Regions from separate parts of the Pelodiscus sinensis genome. Here region 2 is linked to region 1. The links are chromatin contacts, called in public Hi-C maps. All regions are on one chromosome and are shown on one strand. Each heading gives the region's core, a stretch centred on a gene start, on an enhancer-like site or on the middle of the called end of the contact. The rest is flanking DNA. Distances are from core to core; before and after follow the strand shown. Region 1 holds the start of CCND3 (cyclin D3). Region 2 holds the start of LOC106732513 (mitochondrial import receptor subunit TOM6 homolog).

Region 1 (3,433 bases), core at 700-3,199:
GTTGGGGTTGGTCCTGCTTTGGGCAGGCAGCTGGACTTGATGACCCCTTGAGGTCTCTTCCAGCCCTATAATTCTATGATTCTGTGAAGCTCATACACAACAGTCCCGTGCCTAAAGTCACCAGGGGTACGTGCACACTGTGGCACTATTTCGGGATACTTCCGGTATCCCGAAATAGCTATTCCACGTCTTGACAGCATGCCCATTATTTCAAAATATCTTTCAAAATAATGGGCATGCTATTCCAACATCCCTGTAAACCTCATTCCACAAGGATTACTTTGAAATTTGGTGCTGTGTAGATAGTTTATTTCATAATTTGGTGCTATCTCGAAATACACTCGAAATAAACTATGCAATTTGTGTAGCTCAAATTGCGTAGCTTATTTTGAGCTAAGAGTAGATGCACCCCAAGTGAATGAGTGACAGAGGTGGAAATATGTCCTAGGCTCTAACTACTAGATAATACTCCCTCACTACGTACTGTGCTACCACCTGCTTATCCCTCACAAGTGCTCCAGTTGAATGCCTGAGTTTTTGGTCCTCATGCTCTAAGGGTAAGGAGAAGTTGAACTCTTTTTCATAGGCTCTCTTGCCTCGACTTAGAGACTGTTGATGTAGTTACACAGCATAAATGCACCACTGTTCACTGCTCTGGTGTGGTGCTTGATGCTGATATGTTCTCTCAGCCATCACCATATTCACATTTCACATCCATTCCTACCCTGGGTTTCACATCATGGTATCCCAAGCTTGGCAGATACATGACACGCAGTGAATTAACATCAGGGCACCACAGAGTTGTGTCACTTTCTTGCTATGGATTCAGGTATGCCACTTTGCAGCTGGTACCAGCTGTTCCATGTTATGAATTGCTATCGGGTATGTCAAGCTACAATTATGGATTCAGACATGCCATGTTAAGAATCACATAAGCCAAGGTGCATATATGAATTCAGGTGCGCAGTGCTAGTGGTAGATACTAGGTATGCATACATATTGCATCTTGGTTTGAGAGTCAGCTATTATTTTTATAAATATTGCTGTCTAAGTCTGGCCCCGTAATTTAGCTTCAGGCAATAGCAGTGAGTTGAGGTTTTCAAGCCTGATTACCTGAAGCGCTCCTTCCCCTTTTCACCTAAACTGGATCAGATCCATGCCAAGGGTTAACCCGTGGATTTCACTAGCACTTGTTCTTCCCACAAGTCCTGCTTCTCAGAAGTACTGAGCCACTGCAACTCCAGTTACAAGATGCAGGAACTCGACATCGGTGAAAATCACACCATGTCTTTTGCAAGAAGACACAGACATCTCTTAGCTCACCAATAGGCAAAAAATCTTCTACACCTCCATTCCAGCAGGTCTGGCAAAAAAACACACACTGGCCTGGGGCTACAGAAGTTACTGTGTCACAGGTTTGTAGGGTACTGCACAACAAGTGGCTATATATATATACACACACACAATGAACCCGGCACTAAGATCTACTTCCAATAAACAATCACTCCCTCTAAAGCACCTACTCTGAAGTGTCTTCAAGATTCTTATGTTCAACCAACCTCTTGGGAACTAATTTTTCCTCTTCCTTTGTTGCTTATGACATGATCTCTCTCTCTTTCTCTTTCACCTTTTCAATCTACAATTTACCATGAAAATACAACTAAATTGCCTCCTACCTTTGTTGATGATGAATAAATTAGCTTCACGGGGCACGTTTCCTTTCAACAATCCAGTCTCTCCTCTCCTCCACCCCCTTCTTTTTCCATGGGTTGCTGTTTTCGCTACCATCGCTGCTGAAAAAAACAGCGCTACGTGGAAGCTGCATTGCAATCTGAATTGACCGAGATCAGGACCTTTAATTTCCAGCGTGGCAGCTGTTGTTTACATTTCTTTTTTTGCAATATGGTTATTGGTTCCTAAGATGCTTTCTCTCCCCACGCATATGTAGTTACACAGGAAACAAGAGGTGGGAGCTGTAGGAGGGGGGCTTCCTGTTCTATAGTTTCTGAAGCACACAACCGACTTCACCAAAGATTTGATCACAAGAGCTGAACACCCTAAAAGGGAAATTGAAGCTTGCTCAAGAAGCACTGCGTACTGAGAAACAACCTGAAGAATATTTCACGCAACCCAAGTGATTTAGGTTTTCATATGAGCTTGACAAGAGACATTTTTGTACATTCAAATTTTCCATTTGTTGGATACAAACTCAGAAGCATTGTATTTTTGGCAGAGACTTAGGTCTTGACTCTAAATAGCCATCATACCCCATAGCACTTTTCATAATGACAGGGTGGCATGGGGAAATTCTAAATTCAAGTAATAATGCTCTCATCTACAGTACCATAATTCCCCCCTGCAATTTCAACTGGATACAGTGTCCAGACAGGTCCCAGCCCTGCAGCGGTTGAATTTCAGTGATGGGTGAGGAGATCCCTGTATCTAAGTTTGCAATTGCATTTGGATCCTTTAAGATGAAGGGTTCTGAGTAAACGTCAGACATTGTATTGTGGTCGCCAAAGTGGTAAAGAAATGAAATGATTAGCTAGGGTGAAATAAGTCCTGGATTGGCATTAACAGGGCTAACAGCAATGTCAGTTCTTTACAACCTAACATACCAGGTTCCTTCTCTGAAGGACAACTCAACTATTGACCCCTTATCTCACAAAAGCATAGAGCTCTTTTTTCATGAGCGTCCTTTCAATTGGACTGCAGTTAGGGAGAATAGATAGTTTCTTTGTGTAGGCAGGCACCTCATCTCTTGCACCGTACCACTTTCTAGCAGCAGTGCTCCCTGTAAGCTGTGTGTTTGTGCGGCCACTCCGGAGAGATTCAAATGCTGCCCAGCTGATTAGCAGAGTGCCCATAGTTTCTATGGGCTTCGGTGCACACAGAAAATTTGTTCTGCACTTGGACAGAAAAAATCCACACGTGAATGGGAAAGATTAGAGGGAACATTGTCTGGCAGCCCTTGTGCCATTGGCTAGCATACAGACTGAGTGGCTCTTTAACACATTTGGGGGTAGATCTTGGGGACACAGCAATCTGACAAACTGCTTCTTGGGAGAAGCAATGGAGAGAAGAATTTTTCAGTCATGCGCTGGGCCAGTCTCACACAAAGCCCTGTCTTCTGGAGGCCGGCCAGGCTTGGGCAGGAAAAATAAATTAAAGATGCTCTTGCAAATTCCACCCCCTAAGACTCCGGAGTTGACAGCCAAATGAGACGGGGCAGCAGATCTGAACTTTGATGCTGGTCCCTCCATGAGCCCTGGAATAGTTAACAGTGATACCCTGGCTGTAAGTCACTGGGCCTTGCAATTCACTCTTCTTGGAACTGTTTCAGGCTCTAACCAGACTCAGGCAGGCAGCTCCCCCTAGGCCTCCTCCTGCAAGTCCATGCTCAACCCCAGCTTCCCCATCACAACCCCCATGC
Region 2 (3,433 bases), core at 510-3,009, 190 kb before region 1:
GCTTAGCAGTATTTATGAAAGCAATTGCAGCCAGGGAAGCAGATTACTCCTCACTGGGTGTTGCAGCGGAACAGAACCAAACCAAACCATGAGGGCTAAACCTCCCATCCCTGCTGCCCCTAGTCCTTCTGTAGCCCTCCTCCAACTGCAGCCAAAGACCAGGACATCCCCTTGCTCTGAGCCATTCCATTACTGACCTACCTCCACCTGGCCCAGGAATCTTCAAATCTACCACCCTGCTCTGCCATTGGATGCCAAGCCCAGAGAAGCCCACCCCTCCTGCACTCCCATTGGCAGAAGCAGAGCAGAGCGCAAATACATTGCGTAAAAGCTTGTGCATTAGCCACACAAGCACATCAGTCTCCGTGGCTCGGGGACAGAAGGCTTTGTGCCCATGTATGGCTTGACACACGTGGTTCTGGGTACCATAGTGGGTGAGGAGGGTGATGATAGCATTACTTAAATGGGGTGTCTGGGAGTTATTGCAAATAGAAGTGTCCCTTACATCCTGGGCGGGATGCTCAGTCTGAGTCCTCGTCTGTGCTGCAGAGTTAGCTTTACATGAAGCAGCTTATGTGGACCCAGGCCTGTTGATGAGGTGCGGGGTGGGGTGGGGAACGACACCCGTCCCCCTCCCAGCAATTTAAAAGGTCCCAGGACTCCTGGACACCGCCACCTCTTCAGTGGCAGCGGCTGGAGCCCCAAGCCTTTAAATCACTGCCAGAACCCTGGCGAAGGCTGTCGGGCACCCTGTGTTGACTTAATGACGTAAATAGCGACACTCAAATTTTGCTCCCACCGATATAACTTACCCGCTAGCGCCTTAATCACTCCACCGCCCCAAGAGGCACAGACAACGTAGTGATGTAAAAGCAGAGGCTGTGTAGATACTGCATTGCTCACAGCAACTGTTTCTGGCTCTCCAAAGCCATCCCACAATGCACCATACGGAGAATTCACAAGGGGATTGCATAGGCACTTGCATGTTGTGATGTTGCACACGGAGGCTGCGTCTACACTGGCATGAATTTCCAAAAATGCTTTTAACGGAAAAGTTTTCCGTTAAAAGCATTTTCAGAAAAGCGTGTCTAGATTGGCAGGATCTCCTTTTTTGTGATTGGGGCTTTTTTGCGGAAAACAGTACTATGCTGTCTACACTGGCCCTTTCGTGCAAATGTCTTTTGGAAAAAGACTTTTGCTCAAATGGGAGCAGCATAGTATTTCCGGAAAAGCACTGATGATTTTACAGGAGATCGTCAGTGCTTTTCCGGAAATTCAAGTGGCCAGTGTAGACAACTGGCAAGTTTTTCTGCAAAATCAGATGATTTTGCGGAAAAACTTGCCAGTCTCTAGACACAGCCAGAGTGTTGCACGGGGCCTGGCACTCGGCACACTAGGATTGCACGGGCACTTGCACATTGTGACATTGCACGGGGCCTGGTACTCGGCACACTGGGATTGCATGGGCACGTGCACACTGTGATGTTGCACATGGGGTATTGCACGGGGTCTGTTGTTCTGCACCCTGGGATTGCACGAGCAGGCACTTGCATGTTGCACATCACTCTGCCCTGTGCCCAAGGCTCGCGCTCTGCTCAGGGAACGCGCCTGAAGGGCCGAGTATTCCGAAGGCGGCGCCTGCAGGGCCACTGCGCATGCGGTCAGGCCCCAGGCCGCCACGCGCTCGCACGCCGCTTTTCCCGCGTCGGCCTCCTTGACGGAAGTGACGTGCTGAGACCGCGCCCTGACAGGATGTGACGCTTTATCTCCGCCCCTCGCTCCCACGCGGAGCAGCCATGGCGCCGGGCGGGCAGGCGGGAGGCAGCGACAGCCGGAGCCCCGGGTCCCCCCGGCAGCGGCTGCGGGACTGGTTGCGGGGCGCCTTCCGCTTCGCCGCCGACAGGAACGACTTCCGCAGGTGCCCCCGGGGGGGCGGGCTGCTTGGGAGAGACCCCCCCCGGGACCGTGACAGCCCCCCCGCGGCGGGGAGGCCACGCGCCCCTGGGGCCGTGACCGGGATGTGGGGGGCGGAGAAGGGCGGGTCCTTCCCTCCCCCACTGCTAGGGGCCCGCTCCCGCGGCTATTTAAACCCTGTTCGCTGCATGTGTCTGTCTGCTCTGACCCGCCTCCATGGCATGTGAAAAGCTCCGAGCCTGCTGGTATCCCTCCCTCCCCCCAGGCATAATGCTGCTTGCCTGAAGTGGGGCAGCACATGGTTACCTCGGGAGAGGCGGGGAAAACAAGAATTCAGGCAAAATCCTGTTTCCACACCGATCGTGTCCTGAATAGGGGATGAAACGGGAAACACAGAGGCTGGGTCTAGACTGGCAGCTGCTTTTCTGCAAAAACTTGCCAGCTGTCTACACTGGCCACTTGAATTTCCGCAAGAACACTGACGCTCTCATGTTAGAAATCAGTGCTTCTTGTGGAAATACGATGCTGCTCCTGCATGCAAAAGTCCTTTTGCGCAAAAGGGCCAGTGTAGGCAGCTCAGATTTGTTTTGCGTAAAAAAGCCCCGATCGCGAACATGGTGATCGGGGCTTTTTTGCGCAAAAGCGCTTCTAGATTGGCCATGGATGCTTTTGCAGTAAAGCATCCATGCCAATCTAGATGCTCTTTTCCGCAAATGCTCTTAATGGGAGACTTTTCTGTTAAAAGCATTTGTGGAAAGTCATGCCAGTCTAGGCATAGCCAGAATGTTTCTGAATAGAAGTCCTGAGAAGGCAACAAAAACCGGGAAATTCCTCTCCCTCAAAACTGAAATTGTTGCTTCATCCAGCTATAGTGTATGTTTGGCAATGAGATCTAATATTGGTTATTGTTTTAAAGCAGTCAGTGCTGAAAGTGTTGCTGTACATTTACAGTTAGTATTCTAGATAAATACTTCATTGTAGACTGGACAACACCACGTTCAACAAATCTAACTGGCTCTGTATTTTTCAGAAACCTCATAGTCAACGTTGGACTTTTTGCTGCCGGAGTCTGGGTAGCCCGAAACTTAACAGACATTGATTTGATGTCTCCTCCACCAGTTGCATAGCAATTACCAGTAAGTATGACATTGTAAAGGTGTAGTAATACAACCTTATTATTTGAACAACAAAAGGGGACAAACTAATCAATTAAGAATTTGGATAAAAGGGCAGTAATGGATATGGGAAGCCATTAGAAGACTGCAGTACATGGTCTTCCACATGAGAAAAAAAAATGGCTGTAGTCAAGTCCTACCTGACTATTCAAAAGTTTGATGAGATCCATGCAATGGATCCTAGAAGTGCAGTTCCTAGGTTTTGAGGAGGAGGTATATGGAAGGTATAACTGACTTAGAGGCCTTGGACCTTTTAAAGAATTCTCTTGTGCAGCTACTATCTCAGTTTCAAAGACTTGCATAAATGTGTCCATTTCCTTTGTAGATGTTCCCCCTCCACTGCT

The links. A called contact is a pair of places that touch in the nucleus more often than the background predicts.
Region 2: a Hi-C map of an unstated tissue shows a contact between it and region 1, with 4 times the contacts expected there. The contact joins the promoter of LOC106732513 here to the promoter of CCND3 in region 1. A contact is called at or near these places in 3 of 5 Hi-C or Micro-C datasets (blood, liver and an unstated tissue).

What each region holds. Positions count from the first base shown.
Region 1 is chr27:9,415,346-9,418,778 of ASM4963464v1, reverse strand. It overlaps CCND3 (cyclin D3), which reads right to left and starts at 1,949. Exons shown (of 5, transcript XM_075910084.1): 1 at 1,677-1,949.
Region 2 is chr27:9,600,628-9,604,060 of ASM4963464v1, reverse strand. It overlaps LOC106732513 (mitochondrial import receptor subunit TOM6 homolog), which reads left to right and starts at 1,759. Exons shown (of 3, transcript XM_075910357.1): 1 at 1,759-1,918; 2 at 2,945-3,050. The coding sequence starts at 1,797. The coding sequence ends at 3,041.